Linked DNA regions of Mus musculus: all the other regions are linked to region 5. Evidence: chromatin contacts called from public Hi-C, HiChIP or PLAC-seq and capture Hi-C data. All regions are on one chromosome and are shown on one strand. Each heading gives the region's core, a stretch centred on a gene start, on an enhancer-like site or on the middle of the called end of the contact. The rest is flanking DNA. Distances are from core to core; before and after follow the strand shown.

Region 1 (2,700 bases), core at 45-2,544, 380 kb after region 5:
CAAACACAGGCAAATACTATCACAATAGTATAGTTTTAACTACAGGATCCATAGACTTAGTGAAATTCTGATATGAGCCTCACAAGAAGGTTCCATGAGCTTTAACAAGCTAATTCTGAAACTGCCATGAGGAATAATTTTCATTGTCAAATGAGACTTTCTATAAAGCTATAGTCATTAAGAGAGAGCATTGCTTGTATTAAAACAGACAAATAAAAAAATTTAAAAAAAAAAAAAACAAAACAGACAAATGTAGGGAGGGGCCACAACTGATAATTTTGAACTATTGTCATCTGTCTCTGGTAATCTGAAAAATCACAGAACTTATTGCTGGACACTGGTAAGATAGGTACTGAGAGTGTCTATGTGGGAACAAACATAACCAATGCTTCATGTGTTTATACAAATCTAAGACTTAGAGTAAAAATCATTATGACCTGCAGGTTACAAACAATTTCTTAAATAAAATACAAATTGCAAAAGCTGTAAATAAAAGAATGTATGTTTAAGTTCTATTAATGGTAAGGAGTTTAGTTAATGAAGAGTCAGTAACTTCTGGGAAAGAGCTCTTTGCTAGACATAAAACTGACAGAAAATTAATAAATTCCTAAGGCAAAGAAAATCAATAAAGTAGTAGCCACAAGGACTTTGTCGGAGATGCAGCATACATCAACAATTGAGAGGTGGGCTGGGGTGGGGGGAGCAGGGGGGGGGTGGAGTTAGTTTTAGAGAAATGAAAGTTAAAGCTAATAAGAATTGTAGAAATCAGGAAGGACTTGAGGGGTAAGTTGGATCCACATGTGTTATCTGCAGGTAAAATAATAAAATATTTAACAAAAATAAAGCAAAATAAAGAAACAAAAGCTAAAATTGCTATTTTATTGTAACTAGATTCAGAGGGAAACAAGTTCATCCCAGCATTTGGGGGCTTTATTCTGTCTTTGTTTGTTTCTTGTGAATGTTTATTTATTGGGATTCTGTCTGGTTCAACATTATGTGGGCTTTGTGTGTGCTGTCACAGTTTCTTTGTCATCAGTCCTGTTTTATCTGGAAGACAGTTTCCTTGGCGACATCCACCAACACAGGCTCTTAACAGTCTTGCAGCCTCCTCTTCTGCACAGATCTCTGAGGGGAGGAGCTTGATGAAAACGTGCCATTTAGAATTGGGTGCTCCCTTTTAGAGTTGAGTGCTCCAAAGGCTCTCATTTCACATTGCCCAGCTGTAGGTCTCTATAATATTTAACATCCACTGAAAGAAGAAGTTCTCTGCTGAGGGTTGAGTAATACAATGATCTATGGGTATAACAATATGTCATTAGGAGTCATTTTATTTTTATGTTCACCCAACAGAAGAGCAGTAATAGGTTTTCCCCTGTGAATTTTCTATCCTCAGGTTCTTAGATACTTTAGCAGTGTCAGGTACAGATTACACACATGGTGTGAGCCTTAAATCAAATTTTTTAAGCGGCTGGTTACTCTGGTGGTTTGAATGAGAATAGCTGCTATAGACTCCTAGGTTTGAATACTTGGTCCCTAGTTAGTAGAAAAGTTTGTGAAGGATTAGGAGGTGTGGCTTTGCTGGAAGAGGTAAGTCGCTTGGCTTTGGAGATTCTACGGGCTCAGTGGCACTCCCAGTTTGATTGCTTGTCTCCTACTTGTGGATGAAAATAAGAGATCTTGTTTGTTTCTGCCACCATACCTCTCCTCTGCCATCCTGAACAGTAACACTCTAAAACCATTTAATTAATCCCAAGCAAACACATTGTTTTATAAGTTTACCCGTTGCTGGTATGTTGTCATAGAAATAAAGTAACTAAAACTTCACAGCAATAAAAAAGTAACTATGATCGCTATCTCCTTAACATTTGTGGCACTGTAGCAACAGTGCAGGTCACTGTTGTCACAGAGTTTATAAACTAGGCAAGAATGGTAATGACTTTTGACCTCTTGTAGATTGTATCTTCCAGCAGAATGAATGCTAGTCAGTAGGGGGAAATTTTTCAATTGAGTACCAGCTTGATTTCTCCATGTTCTGTGACATTAAAAATGGTGATCTTTCCATCAGCTTGTGGAAGATAACTAATTCTATAATGTTTTAGGAGGGCGTCTATGGGACTCCTTTGGCCAATGATTCAAAAACGAAATAAATTTCTGGCTTGGGGGTTTGATTTTGTTTGTTTGTATGTTTGTTGGTTTGTTTTATAGCATAAGATATTTAGTTGGGGTATTGTCTCCCCTCCAATATGCTAGCTCTATTTAAAACTCCTTCCATGTATGGATATACTTTAGGAAGCTTTGGTAATAGTGAGCTTCCATACAACTTTTCAAAAGACCTTTAGTGTTCGTTATCTCTCCCCAAACGCCCTGCTCTCCCTAGCCCTCTCGTTCCACTCCATTTATTCTTCTTGTTTCGATTTCCTCATTATATCACTGTGTTATAGTTCTCCTTCCTCTGTCCCCTCTTCCTTCTCCCTCCTTCTCCCTCCTGGTCCTGAGTGAAGTAACCTAGATCCAGAAAGAGAAACACTATATGTTTCCTCTTATACGGGGATGTTAGTGTTTAAGCTTTAAATATGTGCGTTTCATTTAGAATATTCACAGAAGTTAGGTAGGAGATATATCTATCTATATATCGAGATACACACACACACACACACACACACACACACACACACACACACACACACATTCTCCCACATG
Region 2 (2,700 bases), core at 57-2,556, 410 kb after region 5:
GATCTCCGGAATCATTTTCCGCCGAGGTATTCCACATTGCCTTCAGCTGAGACTTGGTCAAGGAAAGCTATGCATACAAACTACCTGAATGGAGGAGCCTTGTCTTTAAGCAGGCCTAGAAGGAGGAAGCGACTCGCTGGTGACCACAGAGAGGGAAGACCAGGGACTTGCACCCTTGACTCCCACACCAGCACCCCACACAGGTTTAGTAGTTTCAGCCAACTCTTTCCTGTCAGAAAGACGCACTCTATCGACAGGGGAATTGTGCAAGGGCAAAAGAAATCAGTTTCTCTGGTGTGCCAACTTCCCAAGCTTGTGAAATTCCTGGATTTGTGGATTGGGGAACTGAGAGACATGCCATGTGGAGTCGGCAATGGGCAAGTAGGCCTATCTGAGATGTACTGAGACTGGCAGCAGAAGGGCTTATTTAGGGAACAAAAATAAAATTATATATGATACTCTACCTCAGGTGGGTATGTTAGCTATGTGGGGTTTTTTGTATTATTATTGTTGTGTTTTAATTTTTTTTTTTTTTTTTTTTTTTTTTTTGGCCAGACGGTGGCCAACAGACTTCCAGAATATTCCTTGTTCAAGCACGTAGGAAATCCCTGCCTGTGTTGGTCTTGGGGAGGGAAGTTTGGCTATGAGCAATTTTTCCTGAAAAATCAAAACAGCTCTTCCAAGTGGGCCCTGCTTCCAGGGGCAGTGTGAAGCTGGGCATGCTTCCCTGTGCCTGAGTGTGAGCATGAAGGTATCCGGAGGAGGGAAGGGTGTCTGAAGGTCAGGCTGCTGGGAATCCAAACCTCCAAGCCTGATTTACAGCCCTGGGCCTCAGGTCTCCTCCCACTCAGCCCACAAAATCCCCCAATTTTCTTCTCTGTGAGCCAGCACTCTTCAGAGCTGGGAAATGAGATCTAAGCAGTGGCTTTTTTCTGGGCTTACGTACGCTATGGATTCTTCCCTGAGATGGTGGCAGAGAGGAAGGGAAGTGGTTCTTGAAAGTGTGGGCAGAACACTGGGGTGAGTCAGAAAACAGCAGCCAGCCTGCAACAGGCTGGAGACCATCCAGCCTCACGCTCTCCTTGGCTCCCTTTCTTTTTGATTTCCTCTCTTATTGTGACTTTCAAATAAAATCTTATAGGGAAACCCAACATACTAAACTTAACAACAGAACTGCTCCAAGCTACAGAGGATCAAGGATCAAGTTCTGCTTCTTTGTTCTTTCCCCGAGCATCTGCCAGGATGGAGCCTGTGTGTTCCCTGCCTGGATCTCTTGGCTTCATGGAACACAGCTGCATAGCTCTGCTGTGATCCAACACCAACATGTAAGACATGGGATGATTGATGCTCAGGAAGGTGGTGAGTCTCACTTAAAGTCACACAGGGAACTAGGGGGCCAGTTGGTGCACCTAGAGACCCCTGGCTTTCCTCTTCCTCCTCCTCTTCCTCCTCCCCTCCCTCCTCCTCTTCCTCCTTCTCCTTCTTCCTCTCTTTTTCTTCTTCCTCCTCCTCTCCCTCCTCTTCCTCTTCTTCTTCTAGTCGTCTGTATGGGATGCCATGTGGGCTCTGTAAAGACCTTAGGTTAAGCAATGAGTAAACCTCATTTTCAGTAAGGAAAAAGTCAGTGCTTCGAATTTCTAGGTTTATAGCTCCAAGAAATCAGCTCCTTCAGTCTGGCTGTTAGCCCAACTTCCATACCCCCAGGGAGTGGTTCTTCTCTTCAAACTTGGAGCCAGCAGTCCCCTTTCACTTCCTTGCACATATCATTTCTCCTGGGCTGGGCTTCTGCCTCCTTGTTGCTATAAAGTGAAACGAGAATGCATTTCTTTTTCTTTACCCTAGCAGGACTCGACCTGCCTCTGAGCCTGGCTCAGGTATGAAGATGTGCACCTACTCCTAGCTTTGTAAGCCAAGCTCTGCCTGAATCCCTATCCACTTGTTCCCAACTATGCTGACCACAAACGCTCTGCTTAGCACCCAGGACTTCACTAGCATGTTTCTCACACAGACTACCATCTCCATCTTTTGGCTACCCTTAACATTCCCCTGACAAGCCTTTCATGTCTACAAGTGTTTGAAGCAGTAGTGTGGAGATGGGAGGGGCTGGCTGCACTTGGCTGTTTCAGGCTCTCCAGTCTTTGTATTACAGCTATTCTAAGCCAATCCCACAGCCCTACGGAGCTGTGGTTTCCAACTGTGAGCTCCTAAACTCTGTGTCAGAAGAGCATCGCAGCGAAGATGTTCATCCAGTTCAGCAGAGGTCAGATGAGACTCTCAGGTTTGTTCTCATAGACTATAGCTGTCTAGTCAAGCCCAGTCATGCCACTGAGCTGAATCTTTTCCCTTTCCCTAAATGTTACAAGATCCATGGATTTTCTTTTCCCCCTCCCTCACCAAACCACTACTTACCCAGAATGCTCCAGGGCATCTCAAACTCTGAGACTTAAAAATCTATGCCTGATCGCTTTCTCTCCCTTTGTCTCTCTGTCTCTCTCTCTGTCTCTCTGTCTCTGTCTCTATTTTCCTGTCCCAAGACTATGGCTGTCACCCTGCTGACAGACAAATACAGTTCTAGAAAACTATTTTAGATATTCTCATCTGCCCTGCTGTGTCCAGCTGCCCCCTCAGAATACAGGTGTCAGAATTAGATCCTCTTGGCTGTTGCCAAAAACCAGGGAAAACCAAATACCTGTCCTCTGA
Region 3 (2,700 bases), core at 192-2,691, 400 kb after region 5:
AAAGCGGTTTGGGACTTGGATCACTTTTGGCAAAGCACCAGCAATGCCTGGTCCAGTGATTCTCAACCTCTGGGTCAAGAAGGGGTTGTCTATCAGATATACCGCACATCAGATATTTACATTAGGATTCATAACAGTAGCAAGATTATAGTTATGAAGTAGCAACAAAAATAATTTTATGGTTGTAGGTCACCTTAACCTGAGAAACTGTATGGAAAGGTTGAGAACCACTGGTCTACTGTGTGGATATGGATTCTATAATCTCTTCCTGGAGATCATAGAAATGGAAAAATCTATACAGGAGGACATTATACATGTAATTAAACAAGTTATAAATTCATACCTGCCTAGCTGCCTGGGGAAGTTCTTGTCAATGGTTTTCATATCATACACTATAAATGACTGCAATTTGACCAACTCTGGAAAGAAATTCAGAGGAAACTCTGCTTTACTTGAAAATGTTCAGATATAGTAACCTTATAGGGCTGGTAAGCTTTCATTTCATAGTCTCACATCACACGCATATTGAGTTTTGTCGCATTCAACCACTAGAGATACTTGTCAGACATCCAGTGTGGCAAAAGATGCCCACACTAAAGACTCATTTACCCAGAGAACAACCAAGTAAACAAACCTTACCAAAGTCGGTAACCCAGTGAGAAGCCATGCTGGGTTTTATAGATTTTGTTTTATATTAAAGAAGATTTAATTTTCCATGGGGTCTGTGGCCGTGCCCTCAATCTCAACCTGACACATGTTTTTTTTTTTTTTTTTGTTTTTTTTTTTTTTTTTTTTTTTTTTTTTTTCTCTCTGTAACAATTGTGTAGGAGTTAAGGCTCAGGGACAAAACCAAATGCTACTCCTCTTGATGCAGTGCGTGACAATGCTAAGAGAGGAAGATAGCACCTTCAACTTAGTTCAACTGTGTCTTCTGTGTCAGACTCAAGCTTAGTACATCAAATGGTAGCTAAGGGTTTTCCCCTTCCTACTATAAAATCAGTGGCCACACTGACAACATAAAATCTCATCTGGGAAAAGACCAAGAGATCCAACTGTTGAGTTTCTGTGGGCAGCAGCGATGCTTTGGAAGCATCTCTTGCTAAGAGAACCAAGCTCCCTTATCTTTACTGCCAACGTCTTCCTGACACGACTCCCTATCCCATTAAATCCTAAACTCACATCTCTAAAAAGTTGTACTTCCCCTCTGACTTACAATTTCAACCCATTTGTTCCAGTTGCATCCTCTGATGCCACACAGGGAAAAAAAAAAAAAAAGTCCACAAATCTGTCCCCTTCTTATCATGGCACCTCTTTGCTTTGAACATTGTGAACTCCCTTAGTTAACTTTATATTGCTGTGGCAAAATGTTCTGAACAGAAGCAGCTCAGAGAGGAAAGGGTTTGTCTAGCTAGCGTACCCTTCCAACGTCACAGTCTGTGGTTGAGAGGCTAGGAACTCAAGTAGGAAATGAAACAGAAACCATGGAGGAATATTGCTTACTGGCACATTCGTTTTCTCTCTCTCTGTCTCTGTTTCACTGTCTCTGTCTCTGTCTCTGTCTCTGTCTCTGTCTCTCTCTCTCTCTCTCTCTCTCTCTCCCACCTCTCTTCCCCTTTCCTCTTCCCTCCTCCCGGCCACTCAGCTTCAGCCGGGAAGACATAACATAACATAACATAACATAACATAACATATGTTTTGCTGGACAAAACATAATTGGCTTTCCTAGGGTTGGTCCCAAATCCCTTATATGGCACCTATAAGGTGAGTAGGCTTTCAAAAGTCTTTCTAATTCCTAATAGGCTAATGTATGTGGGGGTTTCTACTCCCATAGCACAGTTGTAGGATGAATGGAAGGTAAATGGCTTCAGCAGGCTTTCTTCCATAGCCCAGTCACACCTGCCTAAGAATGGCACAACCCACAGTGGGCTGGCCACTCTACCATGAATTAGCAATTAAGAAAATGCCTCCCAGACACACCCTCTAGTCAGTCCAATCCAAGCAATTGGGACTCCTTCAGATAACTCTGGACAGCATCAAGTTAACAGCTGAAACTGAGTAGAAAATAAATATTGTCTTAAAAACAAAAGTATATTCCTTTCATTTTGTTTCTACAGTATCCTTGGCAGTTTAAACATTTACCTTCCATTCATCCTATAATTGTGCTACAGGAGTAGAAACCCCCACATACATTAGCCCATTAGGAATTAGAAAGACTTTTGAAAGCCTACTCACCTTATAGGTGCCATATAAGGGATTTGGGACCAACCCTAGGAAAGCCAATTATGTTTTGTCCAATTTCTCAGTATTGTGGAGCCTGGCAAGCCCTGTATATGTAATGCTGATCAGCTGATATCATTTTACAAGGTTGAAATTAAGCCATAGGTTCTTTGCCAGGCTACTACCTGGTCCTGTGTGGTCATTTAAACAATCACTATTATACAAATAAAACATGAAGACTATACAGAACATACACACACACACACACACACACACACACACACACACAAAGAGCATGGGTGTACTAGCATGTCTTTGGTATGGGAAGGTACTCTTCTTGGTACCAACAGAGACTACATATTGGTTGTATATATCAGTCTGTTGAATCCTGCTGTTTAAGATTGTAGTCTATTGTCAGGCAGTGGTGGTGCACACCTTTAGTCCTAGCACTCAGGAGGCAGAGGCAGAGGCAGGCGGATTTCT
Region 4 (2,700 bases), core at 187-2,686, 350 kb after region 5:
TAGGATGATCCTCCTGCCTCAGCCTCTTCAGTAATAGGATTTCAGACATGCTGGTTCTGTGTATCTTTTAAGGATTGTCTTCAGTTCTTATGTGTGTCTATGCCAAATCATATCTCAATTCACACCTTCACAAATGATATATATGCAAATGTGTGTTTGAGGTTTCCTGTGGTCAAGAATTCAAGACACATTTTAACGAAAGAGGCTGTAGAGATTAATAATGTTAGGTTATTTGTCTATGGCAGAATGAAGGAATACTAATAGAAGCAAGTCAGAGGGTAGCCAGGGCCTACCAAGACCTTTCTCATCCATGTTTAGGCAGGACCTTGTTTCCTGTGTTCAGCTAGCTCATGCCCATGGAATAGTCCTGTGCACAGGATTGCTGCATCCTACATGCTGCCTGCTAATGCGTTCCCTGGTGTTCTCTGTACAAGGCAGATCCATCCTCTTCCCTGACAGAGAGCACTACACACCATCTGGGGAGGCCTCTGCTGCCTCAGTCTCTTTCGGTCAAGGTCACACAGGAAATACAGCACAGGTGTCAGCCTTTGAGTCTTTCTGTTTCCTTCTGTACCCTTCTCCTGTACTTGACATCTCACCAGAATTCTTTCTATTTTCAGGAAATTTGCCCCGCGCTGTTCTGTGTGCAAGGAACCTATCATGCCAGCCCCAGGCCAGGAGGAGACTGTCCGCATTGTGGCTCTGGACCGTGATTTCCATGTGCACTGCTATCGCTGTGAGGTCTGTGGCATCCCCAAGTCAGAGCAATCATAAAACCTGGAGATTATGGTGCCTAACAAAGACCTTAACACTCACAGTTTCTAGCTCTGACACAGGCTGTTAATAATACACTTACGTCACTCAATTTACCCCACTCTTCATAGCCACGGCCCTCTCCCTGTATATATTAAATGCTTCTATTTCTTATTCCTCCAGATAAGACTTTGAGACCTAAACAGAAAATTATGTCACAGAATATTGTAAACTATTAAGCTAGTGGAAAGGCTATGATGATGATGGTGGTGGTGGTGGTGGTGGTGGTGGTGGTGGTGGTGGTACAGGTACATCTAAGAGCTAATTAACCAGTCACTCCAGCCAAACTGAAGTGACCCCTACATTCAGAGAGAGACCCCATCCTAAAACATAACAAGGAGAGGATGACAGGGAAGACATCAGACATTGTCAAAATCTGACCCTTGTGTATGTGTAACGCACATGCACACACACACATACATACACATCCACACACACACACACAGAGGGAGGGAGGAAGGGAGGGAGAGGGTGAAGGAGAAAGAGAAGATGTAAAACTGTGTCTTCTATGAATCATGTTCTTTAGAATATTTTTTTGGTTTGATTCCATTACTCACTTCCTGAAGAAATCTCAAAGTATCATATATCACTGGTTCTTTTTGGCAAAGCCACACTTCCTGTGGATCATAATGGTGTCTGCTGTGGCACTTTGGGTCAGCCTTGTTTATACCCTGAGTTTATTGTCAGCTCTAGGCCTGGCTTCATTCATCTCTTTGCCACTCTCAGAGAGCAGAGGGTAACTCTGCAGCAGCCATGGCCTGTGACAGCTTCTGTCAACGTGAGCAAGGCACACCGTGCTAAATGTGACTCTGATTATTTTCCAAGCAGACTCCCATTTCTTCTAAAGGCAAGGGCTGGCTTCCAGTGCTACCTAACACCTTACAGAACAGGCAGTCACAGTTAGCAACAGCAGCACCATATTTCACATGAATGTGACTCTTTGCATTTTGCTCATTCATGTCCATTATGTGCCTTGACCATCCCAAAAGCTCAGTAGGGGAGAAAATGCCTGAATTATTTCCAGAGTAGTATTCATTCTTGTGTGCAGCCTTCACAGACCGTGCCAAACCTCACAATGGCACCCAGGGAGCTCATCTCCTGGTCTCCCATAAATTCCTCTTCACCATGCTATCCCTTTTGGAAAATGTTACCAATTATCAGTCTTCCCAGCTCTTGAAATTTTATGTCCTTGCTACTATTGCAGTAAATATGCAAAAGCCACTGGTAGCCTTTCTACATGACAGAAATCACTTTCCTTTTATTTAAATAGCTATAAACTTCTATTCTTGTTCCTGTCCATTCTTCTGAAGAAATCCTAAAACTGAGTACAGAGGGTAGGCTGGGGGAGGGGATGCTTTTTTTTTTCTTCACTGTTGTTTAGGAGAGAAAGCTACCCCGGGAGCTGAGATCTGTAGGCATTTTCTTCTTTGTACTATGTTTTGTATTTGGTGATTAGAAGAGTCATTTTACACTATTTGTATTGTTTTGTTTTGAGACAGGGTCTTCCTATCTAGTCTTTCCTGGCTAGAATTTTCTATGTAGACTAGACTGGCCTTGAACTCATAGAGGTCCACTTGCCTCTGCTTCCTGAGTTCTAGGATTAAAGGTATGTGCCACTACTCCTGGCTACCATTGCATTTATGTTGTTAATCTCTAATTTAGTTTCATTCACAATCTGCTACTACTTGTACTAGTGTTGGGGTACAATGTCCCCATTATGAAAGCCTCTTAAGAGGCTCGGGGAAAGTGGGTTTATCCCTGTAGTTCAGTTCACTTACATCACTGTCTTCATTTCCTTAGGACTGTGGTGGTCTTCTGTCCGAAGGAGACAACCAAGGCTGCTACCCCTTGGATGGACACATTCTCTGTAAGACCTGCAACTCGGCT
Region 5 (2,700 bases), core at 98-2,597:
TATTTACTGCCTGCTTCCCTGAACTGAACCCGGGCAGCTCTGGAAGGATATTTAGAACTGATTAGATAAGAGGGTTTTATGTACTGGAGGAGGTAGAGATGGTTGCACAGATTTTTCTCCTAGCCATACCCACTGATCTTGAACAATGGACACATGAGTTCAGGTGTAGTCTACTGACAGTTCCTGGTATATTATCCTGTGTGGGGCTGGGAGTGTATAGCTCAGTAGTAGAAGGTTTGCCAAACAACTGTTAAGGTGGTGGGTTCAAATCCTACCCTGCATAAATAAACCAAAGGAAAACCACACTACTTGTGTTCTTGTGTCTCACATAGTTTCATTGTGATATGTGATGGATCCTAAGTGAGGACATAGACAAAGGGTAGCTGAACGCATGTCCTTACAGTTGCTTCTGTCCCTGTGACAAACTGAGCCTCTCCTTCTTGTCATCACTGTTTTAATAATAGTAACATGACCTATAGTAAAGATTTTTTAGTATTAACCATGTTCTAGATATCATTCCTGATCCTCCTCTCTCAGTTGTCACGTTAATTTTAAGAAATTGTTTTGTTAGTGTCTTTCACTTGATGCTGATCTACCCTTGTCATGGCCACAGTGCTTTCTTCCCGATATGAGGCAAGGAAAGACAGGAGCCAGAGTGGAGTCTTGTAGGTGTCCATGTTCATGAGAGTCAACACAGTTCTGATCCTGAGGCTGAGATCAGAACTAGTGTTTGAGCTGTCATTGTGGAATCCTCCAGAAGCAGGATGAAAAGAGTTGCTATGGCAGGCAGCAGAGACTGGACTTCATTAGGGCTGTGACTTTCTCATCAGCTATTTGGTTCTTGAAGACAGGAGTCTGGCACACAGTTGGTATACATTGTTAATTTCAGGCTCAAAGGAACAAGTGGATGTTTGACTATTTCAAGAGAGTCTACTTAATTCTTCAGAAATTTTGTTCATCTGTAATCAGCCTAGAGTTTTCATGGAATTTCTGCTAATACAAAATCTTGTGTGATATTAAAACAGAGCTCTGGAACTGTGAAGATGTTAACACATTTCAAAATGTGTTGGTTTGATTTATTGTTTTCTTGTTCTGATAAAGATAGGGGACTACTCTTCTCTGTTTAGTGATTAAGTCACCCGCCACCTTTTTCTATTTTGGTCTTTGTGGTAATACATGTTTCCTGGAAAATTCCCCCCCCCCCCCCGTTCTATTAATACAGTAAAAGGGGGTTACGGCCGTGACTCACCCCAGGAAATCAGCCTTCGTTTGCTTCCTCAATCTCACAAACAGTGCAGTCCCCATGCACAAAATCAACAACTTCTGCAAATGGGTTACTTTATAGTTCTTAAGAAAGTTCTAGAAAATACAGTATTTGTGGTCGACTGTGTGCTTCCTGTGATGGTGGGGATTGTACAAAAGTTCAGGTTTTGCTTCTCAGTGTTCGTGAAATCCTTGCCACGCTAGATCAGTGATATGGTCTCTGGTAGGAGTTCTCTGACCTGCTGATGTTGAGCAAACATTCCAGGAACACATCCTTGCACAGTTACAGCTCAGGGCAGGGGCTTCAGCAGTTACTGTCTGGGGGTCAGAATTTCAGTGCACATGAGGTGTGTGCCAGCTTAGAGTCCCACTGTCACCCCTCTGCTCACTCGGCAATGACTGGATGGGGCCATCCACACATTAATTCTCTCCATGTGTCTTGGCGTCTCTGAGGTTTTGCTCAGTTCTCCTCATGAACTTGGGACCTGCTCTAAGGAAGCTTCCATTCCCATGACTGTGACTGCTATTACACAGTTACCTGTCATGTCCAAGGACTTCAGACTGTGAGCTCATCCTAAGGATGTCTAGCCTCAGCTGATGTGGATCAAGGCTGCGTAGAGTAAGCTTAGTCATTTTAATTCCATACGTTGTTCAACCCCAATTTTGTCTAGAAATTCATTCTTTTAAAAACAGAAATGGAGTTTAACCATGTGTTTTCTGTAGGATTTGTATTTTCCACTTTGCCTTATAATTTATATTCTTCCTTAGCTGATTTTTTAGGTATCTGACTGTGAATTTTTTCTGAATTATAAATGTCTTCCTTTTGACATTACTCTTCACTGCCTTTCTATTTTCCTGGTACAGTATGGGATAAATAGTAGCTGTTCACTGTTTGAGAAATGCTAACTATGTGGTTATTTGACCAGTGAGTGAACTTCTCTGGATCTCTGGTGTAGGAAAGGGTAGAGGAACAGTTCCTGCTTATTTTGAAGGCTAGGTATTATATTTAAAAACTCTTTTAATAGTGCCTGGTACTTAGTAAGCACTTACTAAATGTTATCATAAATAAATGATCTTTCTGCTACTTATAAAGTAGCCACATAGCATTTCCTTCTAGGATTTTCTTCCAGTCTTTTATGATGGATAAAGAAGAGCCATACAGTCTAGGAGTTCCTGTCAGCTTTCTTTATATAGGAAACCAGATGTAAATATGCTGTTTCAGTTACATACATCTCATATTTTTATATGATTGCTGACAAAACATTAAGTAAGAATTATGCTATCATATTCCCTAGATATCAATTCATGCTCTCATTAAAGTCAGACATTTATCTGGTACTGCTGACTGCTGTTCTTACCCGCAGTAATGTTAAGTACTGTCACCATTTAATGGTCTTGCCTGACCTTTGGGCATTAGTGCCAATCCTTTCTTCATTC
Region 6 (2,700 bases), core at 180-2,679, 370 kb before region 5:
GCAGCATTGCTTGACTACATTGACATAACACTATGGGAAGGGGAAATATGGCAGCAAGAATCTCCTAAACTCAGGTGCAGGCCAGGAACAAGGCCACATGACTCCAACCTGCAGCCCAAGTGGATTTTGAGGTGATGACTACTGGTTCTGACTGTTGTGGTGGTCACACAAATCTACACCTGACCAACCCCCCCCCCCTTCTGGTGTTCCAAGACAGGGTTTCTCGGTGTAGTCCTGACTGTCCCAGAACTCACTCAGTAGGCCAGGCTAGCCTCCAAATCAGAGCTCCACGTGACCAGGCTCCTGAGTGCTGGGATTAAAGTGGACATGTACTTCTACAGCCCCGCCTTCTCTAGGCAGGCTTTTCCTATGTGGCCTCATACTGATAGACTCACTCTGGATGACCCATTCTAATTTTACAGAACTAACTTTCAATGTAATTACATCTGTGTCTGCCTATCAAATTTAATGGTTGGCTCTTGCTACATTGACTTGCTATAAAACATGTATCAAAAGTTAAATATGGTTGGCACTAGGGTTGAATATGACTGTTAGTATTAGATATAATATGATTATCATTCTTCTGGGTAAATAGCTACATAAATCTTTAAACTTCAAAGATGGCCTTGCCGGACCAGAGATTTTCATTCAGGATTTTGTTTGTTTGTTTGTTTGTTTGTTTTTGTTTTATTTTGGGGGGGGGTCTCTCCTTTTTTTTTCTCCTTCCCAATGTCTTTAGGCCCTTCCAGATCTGTCTCAAGTATGTTTTAAAAGTCTTGATAAATTTGTCAAGATATCCTTCAGAAAAAAATGGTGTCAAATTTCATTGCCAGAAGTCAGGGAGTGCCCAGCTCCCCGTAGCCTGTCTCTTTAGTCATATTATACTGTGACCATTAGAATTTCAGCTTCCTCAAAATCCTTCTCCATACATGCATGGGGAATGATCTTTGAAAGCTAAAATAACTCTCAAGATCCTGTATGTAAGCTTTAATATACAAGCTGGCCACAGTATGTATATTTGCTTATTGGTTAAAACAAATATCCCATATTTTTCTTAGGCATTAGGTTTTCCTATTTAAAGTTAAAACTCTTTTGAGTTACTGATTTTTCAAGCAATAATCATTAACTCACCACTGAAGCTGTGATCTCCAAATATTTTTAATCAACACAGAAAAACAAAAACAAATAGTCATAACAAGACTTTTTTCATTTTATATTTTTATATTATAGTTTTATATTTTATATGTATATAACTCTCTAATCTAGGCCTTAAGAGATAATAAATGTTGGCATCGCTTATATTTCTGGCTAAAAGGTAAGCATGAATAGAAATTCTAGAATTTTCTGCCCACTCTCCAAAAGTTAGTGTTTTGTGTCACATCAATGAAGAAATGCTTTGTAGATTTGTCTCAAGGGAGGTTCTGTTTAGTACACGGTACCACAGTTGCTGCCTTCATGAGTTCATAGGCCACCTAGGAAAGTGGCAAGAGGGCATCTACACTGGAGGTGTGATAGCTGACAGGGAGAGATTGCTCCCAAAGAGGGAAGACTTAGTCTGAGGACACAGAGGCCCTGCAAGATTATGATAAATTCTAAAAAATGTTGACTTCTGCTCCCTGAGGAAGCCTTTCTCTCTCCCCTGCTCCTCACAGATGCAGCAACCTCACAGGATGTCGGCACAGAGAGGCCGGCTGGGGGACAATCTGTACACCTGCAGTGTGTGACTGTTGGTGGGTTTTTCTTTTGTCTTTTTTTTTTCCTGTTTGTTTAATGTATATATTTTTGCCTTTGGGACATAGTGACACACATTTCTGCTTCAGCAAATGCAATGCCATAGCAAAGGGAAAGACACTCCTTTAGTACAGAAGGCTGAACCTTAGCAAGTTGCTGTCTAATGATCCTTTATTGATTTCTGCTTTGGTGGTGGTGGTGGTGGTGGTGGTGGTGGTGGTGGTAGTGGTTATGGTAGTCTCACTACCTGGCTTGAAATGCCCTATGTAAACCATGTTGGCCTTGAACTCACAGAGATGGCCCTGCCTTTGTTTACTGATTGCTAAAGGCAGACACTACCACAGCAGACGTTTGTTACCTTTAATTATAAGAATTACCCATTCCAGAGAATGACAAGTAAACTTCCAAGACCTTTGACCTTTCCCTGAGTCTAAGGTACCCAGTAAGATCTGGATTGCCTGCCTGCCTGTTTGTCTGTCTGTCTGTTTGTACCATAGAATTTTCTCTTAGTAAAGAAGGTGGCCATGGCCATGCCCATTGCAGAAGAATTGTTCAGTTCCAGGTCAGTGAGACCCACAGTCTGAGATCTCATCTCACCAGACCGCCAAAGGCAGGTAGGATAAGTTATAGGTGTTTGTGTAAATATTTTGTATAGATAAATGAATATACATTAGAAAACTTTAACACCTTATCTATATAGGTTATCACTATAAAAACATATTGATGCTGTTCATGAATGTGTATTTTTTTTCCTCCTGCCTTTGGGAAATAGGCAGGAGGGAAACTACTTCTCTTTAGACATAGGGTGTTACCCCCCTACTTTAGCCTTTTATTCATTGTGTAAAAGATCAGGCTTGGTTTTCTTGTTCTGTGTTACCTTATTCAAGATAACTTTTTCTAGTTCTATCCATTTACATCTGATAGAAGACTAATATCCAAAATATATAACTAAACAGAAAACAACCTTAG
Region 7 (2,700 bases), core at 118-2,617, 490 kb before region 5:
TCTGCCACCTGACATGCAAGACCAAAATAGAAGCCCTGTGTTCTGATTCAAAATTAAATGCTCTTTCAGGCACAGCACACATTGCCTCTCAGCACTGGCATTCACTCTTGCAGACAGCCCATTCTTGTATAGATAGTAATTAATATTTGCATAATGCTTTAGAGTTTACAGTGTCCCTTTTTATTTACATGAAATCATCAAACCCCTACAATAACCTTCTGAGATGGTTATTATTAACACAGTTTTACATATGAAGACACTAAAGCTCCGAGGAGTGAAATGGTTTGTCCGAGGTCACCCAGCTGGTAAGGGCGAGACCACAATGCAAAACTCGGAACTCACACTATGCTCAGTTCTAACTAATGAATCTGTACTTGGCTCACTTCACTAGATGTGTTAGTTACCTTTTGGCAAATACTCAAATGTTGACTTGGATCTCAGACATGTTTTGGGAGAAAATGAATTTATAAGTTTCTTAGTACTTTGTAGTATACAGAATGACTTGTGACACCTAACCATCATCTCTATGATCATCATCATCTCACCATTATCACTACCACCACCACCACCATCTGTTCTGGAGACCAAGAAAATTCAATAGGTGAAAACTCTACTTCTTTTTATAATATTGTGCCTGCTGTGTTGTAGTTCTTAGGAACAATGATGTTATAACATATCTCGGGGATCTATGGTTTATTGGTCACTGTTGACATAGCCAAACTCCTGTGCCCTCGCAGATAAACAAGGTGGCTCACTGTTTGGTGAAGCAGGAGTCCTTAGTCACATAACTTCATAGTGATGCTTGCTACCATTTTATTCCCTTGTAGAAACCTACCACTTGCTAGGTATATCAAGTCCAACTACTTGGATGAAGAGGGAGGAATTAAGGTGGACAAAATGAAGGACAGTGGGGACAGTAGGCTGGGGTCAAGTCGTGTGTGCCCTTTTTCAGGTGGAACTCCACTTCACCACCCCTCCTCCTCTTCAGCGCACCCCTTCCACCTTTTTTTTTTTTTTTTTTTTTTTTTAGAATAGCCACCAACATCTGTAATTTGCAACCTCAAAACAAAACTAGAGGTTCACTGGGAGGACTAGCCAAGCTGGCCTCCACATGTGGCGGAGCAGTCAGCCGGCCCCCACTTCATTTGAGTGAGACCGCCAAAAGCCTTCACGTGGCGCCTTGGCCACAGAAGTATAATTAGCAAGTGCTCCCTGCCCCTCACAATGGCCACCTTCACTGGGCCAGGCAAAGGTGACAGATGGCAGGCAGGTGCATTCAAATGGCCTTGGTTTGACCAAGGGAAATGAAGTACTAAAACCTAACTCAGTCCCACAATGAGTCAGAATGGGGGTGGGGAAGGCTCTCAAAGTCCTCTGGCCCCTGTTCTTAGGAGAGCCTGTTGCTTCTGGTTGTTGCCTTAGGACTCATGGTTCTAGAGCTCTATTCCTATGAGACAGCCACTAAATTGTTTTTGGCCCTTACTAACAATTCTTCTTGCTTTCAAACTCAGCTGTTTAAGTGTACAGGTTCCGGCCATCTAAAACTGTCCCTAGCCTCGATAACCCTTGCTTCTGCATATTCAGACCCCACCAGTACTTCATGTTCCAATTAAGCTCTTCTTAGAAGCCTTTCCCTAGCCCAGTGAGGTGGCACATGCTGGCAGTTCTTATCTTTGGAAGACCAAGGTGAGAGGATGGCTGTTAGCTAAGGACCAGGCTGGTCTATGGAGTGAGACCTTACCTAAAGCACAGCAACAAAAAGAAGCCCCTAGCTAAACTGAGCAATTCCTAGCTCCCTAGGCACCCTCTTACCCTTTCCCTCTCGGTTCTAATGTATAGCAATTTGAAAATGAAAATAGTTTCTCACCTAAATGTTGAGTGCCCTGCTAAGCACTTTCACACTTGTTGGTTTAATTTGCTGTGTCACTCCCTGACATTAGACCAAAAAAAAAAAAAAAAAAAAAAAAAAAAAAGCCCGGAAGACAGAGACAGTGATTCATTGCTCTGTCCCCTGCCAAAGCAGAAGTGTGTTCTCCATAAATTGTCCCTGGGTTAACAATTTCAGAAAACTATTTGAAAAAAAAAATCTTAGACTGGTAAAGAATTTAAAGTTAGCCAGGACTGGTCGTAGCCAGGAGTGGTCTCCCTTGGCTTCTACTCTGCTTCACTGGGCTCAGGATACCCTGCACATACTCCATACACCAGTGCAGCCCTTTCTGTGACTCCTCTATGGTCTCTGGGGACCTCCTCGTTGCCAAATCAAACTACCTTTTTGCAGTCTTCCTCATTCTCAGATCCGCAGTAGTATTTTCATTTTAAAAGAAAATTAACTGCTTCATCAATTCTTTTCAGTGATCTGGGGACCAAATCCAGGGACTTATTCTTGCTATGCAAGCACCCAACCACCTCAAACTCATAGCACTTTAAAAAAATCTCTCCTGGACCCCCACTGCCCATCTCCTGATGTGAGCACATCCCTATGAGATTCTTCAAAAATCCACTTTGAGTTTCTGTCTGTATCTCCTTCCTAAATACGCTTCGAAGCCTGGTGTGTCCCAAATCTCTGCCTCTGGCTCCTAGTTCCCTCCCATACAGTACCACCGCCTTCCCAAACACCAACTACAGCTCCAGGACAGTGCTTCCTGCTGGCATCTTAAAGCCTGCTCAAAGGGCAGTTCTCTTTTCTATTCCTTCCTCCCT

What was found. A called contact is a pair of places that touch in the nucleus more often than the background predicts. HiChIP or PLAC-seq counts read pairs in DNA pulled down with a chosen protein or histone mark. Capture Hi-C pulls out chosen DNA fragments and counts their contacts.
Region 1: a contact with region 5 is called in a Hi-C map of bone marrow-derived macrophages, with 24 read pairs. The contact joins two enhancer-like sites. A contact is called at or near these places in 2 of 484 Hi-C or Micro-C datasets (both in bone marrow-derived macrophages) and 1 of 115 datasets of contacts at active chromatin or transcription factors (bone marrow-derived macrophages).
Region 2: a Hi-C map of bone marrow-derived macrophages shows a contact between it and region 5, with 46 read pairs. The contact joins two enhancer-like sites. A contact is called at or near these places in 1 of 39 promoter capture datasets (the C10 cell line), 6 of 484 Hi-C or Micro-C datasets (the 3T3-L1 cell line, LSK cells, bone marrow-derived dendritic cells and 3 more), 11 of 115 datasets of contacts at active chromatin or transcription factors (the 230-238 cell line, acute myeloid leukemia, bone marrow-derived dendritic cells and 7 more) and 1 of 9 other capture datasets (bone marrow-derived macrophages).
Region 3: a Hi-C map of bone marrow-derived macrophages shows a contact between it and region 5, with 25 read pairs. The contact joins two enhancer-like sites. A contact is called at or near these places in 2 of 484 Hi-C or Micro-C datasets (both in bone marrow-derived macrophages) and 3 of 115 datasets of contacts at active chromatin or transcription factors (bone marrow-derived macrophages, embryonic stem cells and microglia).
Region 4: a contact with region 5 is called in a Hi-C map of bone marrow-derived macrophages, with 25 read pairs. The contact joins two enhancer-like sites. A contact is called at or near these places in 3 of 484 Hi-C or Micro-C datasets (bone marrow-derived macrophages and liver) and 4 of 115 datasets of contacts at active chromatin or transcription factors (CD8 T cells, bone marrow-derived macrophages and memory CD8 T cells).
Region 6: a contact with region 5 is called in a BATF HiChIP or PLAC-seq map of CD8 T cells, with 7 read pairs. The contact joins two enhancer-like sites. A contact is called at or near these places in 1 of 484 Hi-C or Micro-C datasets (large pre-B cells) and 2 of 115 datasets of contacts at active chromatin or transcription factors (CD8 T cells and bone marrow-derived macrophages).
Region 7: a capture Hi-C map of bone marrow-derived macrophages shows a contact between it and region 5, with 12 times the contacts expected there. The contact joins two enhancer-like sites. A contact is called at or near these places in 4 of 484 Hi-C or Micro-C datasets (LSK cells, bone marrow-derived dendritic cells and bone marrow-derived macrophages), 3 of 115 datasets of contacts at active chromatin or transcription factors (bone marrow-derived macrophages and microglia) and 1 of 9 other capture datasets (bone marrow-derived macrophages).

Annotation. Positions count from the first base shown.
Region 1 is chr16:25,006,992-25,009,691 of GRCm38.p6, forward strand. No RefSeq gene overlaps it. Among named protein-coding and RNA genes, the nearest start is that of A230028O05Rik, 51 kb to the right of the region's middle. Within about 2 kb of position 1,295, at least 6 of the 459 cell types and tissues checked have an H3K27ac peak or open chromatin away from gene starts, as enhancers often do. A contact at or near this core is called in bone marrow-derived macrophages, where this site is marked.
Region 2 is chr16:25,041,160-25,043,859 of GRCm38.p6, forward strand. No RefSeq gene overlaps it. Among named protein-coding and RNA genes, the nearest start is that of A230028O05Rik, 17 kb to the right of the region's middle. Within about 2 kb of position 1,307, at least 137 of the 459 cell types and tissues checked have an H3K27ac peak or open chromatin away from gene starts, as enhancers often do. A contact at or near this core is called in bone marrow-derived macrophages and microglia, where this site is marked.
Region 3 is chr16:25,023,365-25,026,064 of GRCm38.p6, forward strand. No RefSeq gene overlaps it. Among named protein-coding and RNA genes, the nearest start is that of A230028O05Rik, 35 kb to the right of the region's middle. Within about 2 kb of position 1,442, at least 40 of the 459 cell types and tissues checked have an H3K27ac peak or open chromatin away from gene starts, as enhancers often do. A contact at or near this core is called in bone marrow-derived macrophages and microglia, where this site is marked.
Region 4 is chr16:24,976,580-24,979,279 of GRCm38.p6, forward strand. Lpp (LIM domain containing preferred translocation partner in lipoma) reads left to right here. Exons shown (of 13, transcript NM_178665.5): 12 at 621-741; 13 at 2,614-2,700. Among named protein-coding and RNA genes, the nearest start is that of Gm52245, 37 kb to the left of the region's middle. Within about 2 kb of position 1,437, at least 40 of the 459 cell types and tissues checked have an H3K27ac peak or open chromatin away from gene starts, as enhancers often do. A contact at or near this core is called in CD8 T cells, bone marrow-derived macrophages and memory CD8 T cells, where this site is marked.
Region 5 is chr16:24,628,169-24,630,868 of GRCm38.p6, forward strand. The region is part of intron 5 of Lpp (LIM domain containing preferred translocation partner in lipoma); the gene reads left to right. Among named protein-coding and RNA genes, the nearest start is that of Mir28a, 200 kb to the right of the region's middle. Within about 2 kb of position 1,348, at least 111 of the 459 cell types and tissues checked have an H3K27ac peak or open chromatin away from gene starts, as enhancers often do. A contact at or near this core is called in CD8 T cells, bone marrow-derived macrophages, memory CD8 T cells and 1 more, where this site is marked.
Region 6 is chr16:24,258,347-24,261,046 of GRCm38.p6, forward strand. All of the region lies in intron 1 of Gm31814 (a long non-coding RNA gene), which reads right to left. Among named protein-coding and RNA genes, the nearest start is that of Gm31814, 3.5 kb to the right of the region's middle. Within about 2 kb of position 1,430, at least 9 of the 459 cell types and tissues checked have an H3K27ac peak or open chromatin away from gene starts, as enhancers often do.
Region 7 is chr16:24,134,739-24,137,438 of GRCm38.p6, forward strand. No RefSeq gene overlaps it. Among named protein-coding and RNA genes, the nearest start is that of Gm32126, 23 kb to the right of the region's middle. Within about 2 kb of position 1,368, at least 77 of the 459 cell types and tissues checked have an H3K27ac peak or open chromatin away from gene starts, as enhancers often do. A contact at or near this core is called in bone marrow-derived macrophages, where this site is marked.